Linked DNA regions of Pan troglodytes: region 2 is linked to region 1. The links are chromatin contacts, called in public Hi-C maps. All regions are on one chromosome and are shown on one strand. Each heading gives the region's core, a stretch centred on a gene start, on an enhancer-like site or on the middle of the called end of the contact. The rest is flanking DNA. Distances are from core to core; before and after follow the strand shown. Region 1 holds the start of SOCS6 (suppressor of cytokine signaling 6). Region 2 holds the start of LOC107969413 (small ribosomal subunit protein uS5-like).

The links. Hi-C and Micro-C count contacts between places; a contact is called where the count stands out from the background.
Region 2: a contact with region 1 is called in a Hi-C map of stem cell-derived neural progenitor cells, with 2.9 times the contacts expected there. The contact joins the promoter of LOC107969413 here to the promoter of SOCS6 in region 1. A contact is called at or near these places in 2 of 7 Hi-C or Micro-C datasets (blood and stem cell-derived neural progenitor cells) and 1 of 1 datasets of contacts at active chromatin or transcription factors (stem cell-derived excitatory neurons).

What each region holds. Positions count from the first base shown.
Region 1 is chr17:80,332,365-80,336,731 of NHGRI_mPanTro3-v2.0_pri, forward strand. SOCS6 (suppressor of cytokine signaling 6) reads left to right here and starts at 2,343. Exons shown (of 2, transcript XM_001151286.7): 1 at 2,343-2,581.
Region 2 is chr17:80,473,170-80,477,536 of NHGRI_mPanTro3-v2.0_pri, forward strand. LOC107969413 (small ribosomal subunit protein uS5-like) reads left to right here and starts at 1,975. Exons shown (of 2, transcript XM_054671930.2): 1 at 1,975-4,367. The coding sequence starts at 3,763.

The DNA.
Region 1 (4,367 bases), core at 1,093-3,592:
TGAGTGCTGATGGAAAAAAGGGTTCATTGGCAGACGGCCAAGAAGATATCACATGTTTATGGCCAAGAAGTGTTTGGAATTCAGCCATGCATGGAGATTTTAATAGTATATCTAGACACTAATATCTCTACCCTGAAGTTGTTGCTATGTTATTGTTATCACTAGTGGTAAAGGGCTCATATTCTGAAATCACAGAGGCCTAAGCCTGAATTCCAACTCTGCCCCATAGTAGCTGTGACTTTGGGAGAGTAAATTACTACTTTCACACTGCAAGTCTCAGTTTCCTCATCAGAAATATGGGGGTGATGTTAATACTGACCTTATAGGATTGATATGAAAATTGAAGGATATGACATATTCAAAAGAGCTGAATGCAAGGCCAGACTCACGAAGTTTTATTACCTACATTAGGCCCCTAGTGGTTTTTGTGCATTATTTCATGTAATCTTACAACTATTTGACATAATTAATATCGAGCCCCCTCACTCACCCTTTACAAAAGTAGAAACTGAGGTTCCAACTGAGAAACTTGTTTGAGGTCACACAGCTGTATGACCTGTCAAAACTGTGCTTCTGCACCAGCTCTGCCAGACTCAGAACCCCAGGGTCTTAACCATACATTTAAGTGTCTCCTAGAAGAGTCAACACTTCCCCATCCTGCACAGCCCCATTGCTGCGTGAAAGGCTCACTAACCCCCTGCTGCACAGCTCCTACTGGTTGTCATTTTAGAAAAAATAGGGAGACACTGGAACCCCGAGGCAGTAGGATTGAAACGTTTGCTTTTCTTTTTTTTTTTTTTTGAGACGGCATCTTCCTCTGTCACCCAGGCTGGAGTGCAGTGGTGCGATCTCGGCTTACTGCAACCTCCGCCTCCCGGGTTCAAACGATTCTCCTGCCTCAGCCTCCTGAGTAGCTGGGATTACAGGCAGCTGCCACCATGCCCAGCTACTTTTTGTATTTTTAGTAGAGATGGGGTTTCACTGTGTTGGCCAGGCAGGTCTCGATCTCCTGATCTTGTGATCCGCCCGCCTCGGCCTCCCAAAGTGCTGGGATTACAGGCATGAGCCACCGTTAATTACTGTTTGTTGTGTTTCCCACTAACTTCTCTGACAATTCTATTTCAACCTACATTCTCCAATCACTGTAATTAGATATTTGAGAATTGTGTTGCATTTCAATCACGGTAACAATAATGGTAGTATTTTATTAATAAATTCAAGTAAAAACTGAAGATGACAATGATAGTGTATGATACATGACATCAACTTTGCATCACCTAAAGATCCAACTTTTCTGTTATGAATCTAGATTTCTTGGGGAAATCTAGATTGTATATTGGACATAGGAATTAAGATTACTGGACTTGAACTTTTTTGTAACTAACAACTTTATTGAGATATAATTCGGGTACCAACTCATACCTGAACAACTTTTTAGACTTTTTTTCTAGCCCTTTTTTCTCTGTACTTTCGGTTTTCTTTTAAAAAGGTCCATACTATTCAAGAAACACAACTTTTAAAGTCCACAATAATTCTCGTTAGATTTTAATAATATTTATCTCCCCCCAAGCTTTATTGAAATACTAATGATACTCATTTTTTTAACCACTTTTCATCGTAAGAGAAATACAAATTTTCCTATTGATTCTTATGGACAAAAATCAAGTTTTTGTGGTACTGCTATACATTAGTAGTATGTTCAGCCAGTTTCCAAAGAAATTAGTTAAGATCCCAACATGCAACTTGTATACCACACTACCTTGGAATTCGGCGGCACAAACAACTATTCCTTGTACAAAACCTCCCTGAAAACGACTAAATGGAAAAGTAGATGGCTTGAAACAAGGAATGTTTGGTTTTTTAAAAAGCATTTTTCACAATTTAGTCGAGGTGTGGGGAGGGTTTCCCCACTTGTGGCTCTGCACAGCGTGCGCGCGCGTCTGTCCTGGGGTCCCCTCCCTGCGGGGACGAGGCCGGGGTCCCCGCGCGAGCCCAGCGGACCTGGGCAGTGCGGGGGTCCGACCGCCCGCCACAGGGGGACAGGGACCGCAGCCGCCAAATCCGCGGGGCCGGGGGCCGAGGAGACTTTCCTCTCCGCGTTAGCCGGGGCCACCCCCGCCAGAGGGAAAGCACCAAAGGAAAAACCAGGACAGGGACTCTGGGGGCGGGAGGAGCGGCCGCCTGCAGGCACCAGCGGAGGGGCGCGGGGGTGGGGGAAGGGATCAGGGCTCCGCGCTCCGTCCGCCCCACGACCCCGACCCGGCGCCCCTCCCCTCGGAACCCCCACTTAGTGCCCGGCCCCCGCCCCGCCCCGCCCCGCCCCGCCCCGCCCCGCGCGGCCCCCGGCCTCAGCCCCGCGCGCCCCGACGCCCCGCCTGCGCCGCGGGCCCGAGTAGTGGGCGCGGGGCGGCCCGCTCGGCTCCTCCGCACCCGCTCCGCGCTCGGGCCGAGGCGCCGCGGCCGCGCGCCCCTCCTGGAGGAGGAGGAGGAAGGAGGCGGGAGGAGGAGTTGCCGAGAGGAGAAGGCGAGCGCGGCAGTCGCGCCGGCGCTGGGCGAGGAAGCGGAGCCGGGCCGCCTCCGGGTAAGCGTCCGGGGAGCTCGGGCGGGAGGCAGGGGCAGGGCTTCGCCGTCCGCCTCCGGCTCGCCCGCGGTCCGGGGCACCGTCCGCGGGGCTGGTTTTCGCCTCGGAGTGCAGGGGGCGGATCCGGCGCGGGCCGGGCCAGGGAGGCCGCCGGGCGCGGGGCTGCAGCGGCGGGTCTGGGTCAGCGCGAGGCCCTGCGCCGTCTCGGCGGGTGCGCGGGCGGGGGCCAGGGCCGGGGAACGGGGGCCGGGGCCAGTCCCGGGAGCGGGGACGCGGAAACCGGGGAGCCGGGGCCGGGGCGCGGCGGCCCCTGAAGGGCCGAGGCCTGCGCGGCCGCGGGCGGCTCTTCTCGACCCCTCGGCCTCTTCGGCCGCGGCGCGCCGGCCTGGGCCGCCGCCTTTGTTGCCCGCAGCTCGCCGGGGAGAGGCCGGGGCTCCGCGAGGCCTGGGCAGCGGCGCGGGGCCTGCGCGGCTCTGCGCCCCGGCCGGGTCCCTCCTCGGACCTCCGCGGGCTCGGGCTCGGGCTCGGGCTCGGGGTCGGGGCGCGGCGAGGCCGCAGGCGCGAGGGCGGGCCTGGGGCGCGGCGCTGGGACTCGGGGACGCCCCCGCCCCACCGCGAGGTCGCGCCGGCGCTGGTGGAGGTGCAGGCCGGGGCTGCTCTGCGGCTGAAGGTGCCGCCGGCCGGCCGCGCACTCACCCGGGTGTAGGGACGGGACGATTGTGGAATTTAAACCGCTCCTGGGACCGACACGGGCCTGAATTTTCAGTTTGCTTCTGGAGTTGGCAACTTCAGGTACACCCTTGTGGCTCACGGAGCAGAATTATGGACGTTTCTCAGGGGCAGATCCTGGCACAAAACTTGGGATGTGTGCAGTAGTGTGTGTGCCAACTTAACGTTCAGTTGGAATGTGAAATTGGGGTTCCCATCCCCACTGTTTGGAATGAAGGGCCAGGTGGGAATATGTGGCGGGACTCAGTCTTCCGGTAGCAAAATAAATAATGTTGAATTCATTTCAACAAATGTTTCTGCAACGTCTGCCCGGATAAGGCAGCATGCACTGTGCATGAGGACAGAGAACACAGCAATGACAGAAATAACGTGAAGTACACACTGAACGTCTCCCAGAGACATTTTAAATTTACTGTGTTCCTTGGGATAAAGATACATTTGGAATCAAACAAAAGTAAACGTTCTACTTCAAGATAAAATATCTGACATCTTCTCAACCACTGAAGGTAGCGATTTATCTTGACGTGTTTTTAACCAACTACCACAACATTAAATCCATTTAGCTTACTTGAATGAACGAATCTTAATTGTAATATTTAATGCTGTGGACAGCCTTACTTAAAAACACGAATGGCATTGCTCACCAGGTTTCACAAAAACCGGAAAAAAAGTCTGTAATACTTTTCCGTGGGCTTTCTAATTTCTCCTCCTAGTGGGTTTTGTGCACGCGTGGATATGGTAAGGTCTAGGATCCATTCAGCTCTAAATTAAATATGTGGCCTTAACCCTTTTGTTCAAACACCCTCCCTAAGCCTGCCTTGGTGCCTTGGAGGAACCTGGTTCGTGGACAGTGGATTTGATAAGGATTCCTAGAAGAACTTCTATCTGGAGTTTGGCCAGAGTTTTCCGCTTGTGCCTGGGTAAGGGTCAGCCAGGTATTCACCCGAATCTATACTTTTTTAGAACTCCATTCAGCATCTCTTTTGAAACACTGTTTCTCTCTTACCTTTATCGTTATCTTCTAAATTACCCTCTAAATTGGTAGTCTTGCCCCTTT
Region 2 (4,367 bases), core at 725-3,224, 140 kb after region 1:
AGTTTTACTAGGTAGCTCCCTTTTGAGGTGGAACTCACTATCAGGAGAACAGCAAGGAAGAAATTCACCCCCATGATCCAGTCACCTCCCATTAGGCCCCACCTCCAACACTGGGGATTACTATTCAACATGAGATTTGGGCAGATCCAAACTATGTAAATAAGTAAGTGTGTTTTATTGTCATCTTGGGTTGGAGGAAGATACTAAGACGCAGAGAAAGGGCCTTTTCCTCTAGCCTCAGCTCTAGAATTAGACAAAGCAGGCCAGACATCTAGGCCTTTGCCCACCAGCTCTGGGTAAAACTTGACTGTTACTGAGCACTAAACTCACCCTTCTTTCTAGGTGGGTACCAACACTCAAGCATAGGTGAGGTTGTGGGGAAAAACCCTGATTTTCTTCCCCAATTCTTTTCCCCTGGCACTGCTGGCAATGGCAGGAAGACACACTCAATTTGCCAGCGGGAATGCTTTCCTAATTTGCTTTTCGAAGAGTACAGCAGAATTTCTTCTGGGGAAAAGAGTGACAGTCGCTGCCATGTAAACAGGAGGCAAGGGCTTGCGGCACTACCAGAGCCTCCTCTTTGCAGAACGCTCTGAGCTGCTGTGAGGCTTGTGAGGGGAGGGGTGTGAGTGGTGAGGAGGATGTTTTCTTTACACATCCACCTCCATAAACTGTCCGTGCCATCTGGTAGAGACTGTATATGCTGTTGTCCCAGACGCAGGAAGAATCATCTCTTCTGCGATGATGTCTTGACGGAGAGCTCCCATGTCAGAGCTGCTGACTGTGTACCTGCAGCCAGCAAAGCAGGTCCCCTTCCTTTATCTGCCTCTTCCTGTCCGCAGCCCCTTGCATTTCCACCTCAACCTGAGACGGTGAAGCCCTCACTCACATGGGAGAATGTAGAATTGCCCCTGCGTGCATTGCCATACTTTCTAGAGGAGAGCTCAAAGCAGAGCAGGGGCTCAGCAAATGTTGGTTGAATAAATGAATTAATGGATCTACTAAGGTGTTTCTAGGTTCACCCAAATGAACAGTTTACAAAGTTTCTAAGGGCCAGGTGTGGTGGCTCACGCCTATAATTCCAGCACTTTGGGAGGCCAAGGTAGGAGGATAACTTGAGCCAAGGAGTTCTAGGTTAGATTGAGCTGTGATTGAGCCACTGCACTCCAGCCTGGGTCACAGAATGAGACCCTGTCTCTAAACAAGCAAACAAACAAACAGAAGTTTCTTAGGACCCAAAGCCACTAGGAACAAGAATTCAGCCAGGTGCAGTGGCTCACGCCTGCAATCCCAGCCCTCTGGGAGGCTGGGACAGGTGGATTTTTTGAGCCCAGGAGTTCAAGACCAGCCTGGGTAACATGATGAAACCTCACGTCTACAAAAAAAAAAAAAAAAAAAAAAAAAAATTAGCCTGGCATGGTGGTGCACACCTGTTGTCCCAGCTACTCAAGAGGCTGAAGTGGGCAGACTGCTTGAGCCCAGGAGGTCCAGGCTGCAGTGAGCTGAGATCATACCATTGCACTCCAGCCTGGGTGACAGAGCAAGACCTTGTCTCCAAAAAACAAACAAACAAACAAACAAACAAACAAAACGTGAATTCAGAAATGGTTGTCACAGATGAAGTATGTAATAATGGAAGAGCATTTCTGACTTAGAAGAACAAGTACCTAGAAACAATGTCCATGTTACAAGGGAAAGGCACTGCTACTGTGGTGATGGATTTTGGTGGCATTAAAACCAAATGATTTATGTATTGAGATAATGAGACTGTATCATCCTGCTTTTCATTTAAAGGCTGTTATTTAGTTTAATGATAACTTCAAGCTAGAAGGTAGGACTAGGAGTGCGGATTAAGTATTGAGCAATGGTTAAGAAAAGAGTTGATGGTAGGTACCATGAAGAGTAATCATGAGATGAAATTTTCAAAGGTCACCCTGTTTAATTCTAATCTGAACAATCAATGCATTAAATTATCTCAATAATTTATTTAAATCAACACTCATATAAATAGGGGTGAGTACATCGATTTTGACCATTTCCTGAGTTCCAATTCACATAAGTGCTTGTGGCCAGAGGTAGGTAGATGGAGAAAATATTTTGCCCTCTTCAAGAGCTTTAGCCTGAGTACTAGCACAGGTGTTTCAGTGGTGTCTGAAAGTCAAAGTGAAACTGTATTGCTTGTGGCTATCTAGTTCCTGAATTATAAAAGAAACTGCTGATCTTCATTGCTGTTTTTTGAATATTTTGTTACTGACAGATCAAATATTCACTAGGCTTTATCAAGTATGCCTGTGTGTGTATTCACATCATTAAACTAATATTTACTGCACACTCCTCTAAGTACTATATGTGTGTTGACTTATTTAATTCTCTCAACAGTCTGTGAGGAAGTCCTTATCATTCTTTATGTTAAGATAAGGACCAGCCTGGCCAACATGGTGAAACCCTGTCTCTACTAAAAATACAAAAAATTAGGCCCGGCGCGGTGGCTCACGCCTGTAATCCCAGCACTTTGGGAGGCCGAGGCGGGCGGATCACCTGACATCAGGAGTTTGAGACCAGCCTGGCCAACGTGGTGAAACCCCGTCTCTACTAAAAACACAAAACAAAATTAACCAGGTATGGTGGCGGATGCCTGTAATCCCAGCTACTCAGGAGGCTGGGCAGGAGAATCGCTTGAACCCGGGAGGTGGAGGTTGCAGTGAGCCGAGATCACACCACTGCACTCCAGCCTGGGCGACAGAGCAAGACTGTCTCAAAAAAAAAAAAAAAAAAAAAAGGAAAGGGAAGTATCGGGAGGTGATCACACAGTCCTAGTTCCACACTCAACACTGACTGCCACAGCCACTGCTGTACAGGGAGGGCCACTGGCTGGCCTGTCTACACGTGTTCTTCCAGGGAAATGATGCAACTGTCAGACGACATTCAGACCCTGATAGGGTATCATCCACAAACACAACCTGGAGGCACAGTGTACCCGCTTCAGCTTTTGAACTCTGCTTACAGTATTATTGGAGTGGTCAAAATGGGGATGGCTTCTACAACAAAACCTCTAAAACCAAAGGAACAGGATTTGTCACAACTCCTGGTGTCCTCAGGGACAAATGCACCTTGGTGATGCTGAGGGCTGGGACTCAGGCTGCGCCTGTTCCGCTGCTGCAGCCTCACTTTGTCCCGTCCCTGACTTGGAATGAAATACTTGCCTCCAGCTGGGATGTAAACATTTTGGAGTCTTTCGATATTTGTTCCAATTTAGCCAGTCATCATTGACATTTTCCTGGAAATTTGCACAATATTCTTTCATTTGTTTTAACACTGGGATGAATTCCAAATGAAGAAGGCTCACTATTCTTGTGTGTTTTTAAAAAAAATTTTGAACCTCTCCCTCCATTTTTAGATGAATAAATGTGAAGAAAGAGACGAAAGAACATAGAATTCAGAAAAATGATGTGGATGTATTAACTATGCCTAAGTTACCAAACCGAGCCTCCTGAAGACTCTACGTTGGTCACCCCCATCCATGTCATATTCAGGCAGGGCGGCCGCAAGTGGATGCCGGTGTGCTTCTGACTTCGGGTTTTCTCTGAAAGCCATTAAGACAGGAAACAAAGGATGTTACGTCGTGATGACGAACATAGAACAGCTTCTAAAACAAACAAGTTACATAGTGATGAGGAACATAGAAGAGCTTCTAAAACAAAGGATGTTACGTAGTGATGACGAACAAGAACAGCTTCTACTTCTTCTCTGAGAAAACACCAAATGGCGGATAACGCCGGTGCAGCGGGGGCCGGAAGCCCCGGGGGACCCTGGGATGGGGAACTGCGGTGGTTTCCGCTGAGGTTTCCGCAGTGGCATCCGGGCCGGGGTCGCGGCCGTGGATCTGGCCGTGGACCGGGCCAGGGCCGAGGTTGCGGAGCTCGCGGAGTCAAGGCCAAGGATAAGGGGTGGACGCCCATTACCAAGCTGGGCCTCCTGGTCAAGGACATGAAGATCAAGTCCCTGGAGGAGATCTATCTCTTCTCTCTGCCCATCAAGGAATCTGAGATCATTGGCTTTTTCCTGGGGGCCTCTCTCAAGGACGAGGTTTTGAAGATTATGCCGGTGCAGAAGCCGACCCGCGCCGGCCAGCGCACCAGGTTCAAGGCATTTGTTGCCATCGGGGACTATAATTGCCACGTCGGTCTGCGTGTTAAGTGCTCCAAAGAGGTGGCCACTGCCATCCGCGGGGCCATTATCCTGGCCAAGCTCTCCATTGTCCCCGTGCGCAGAGGCTACTGGGGGAACAAGATCGGCAAGCCCCACACCGTCCCTTGCAAGGTGACAGGCCGCTGCGGCTCTGTGCTGGTCGGCTTCATCCCCACGCC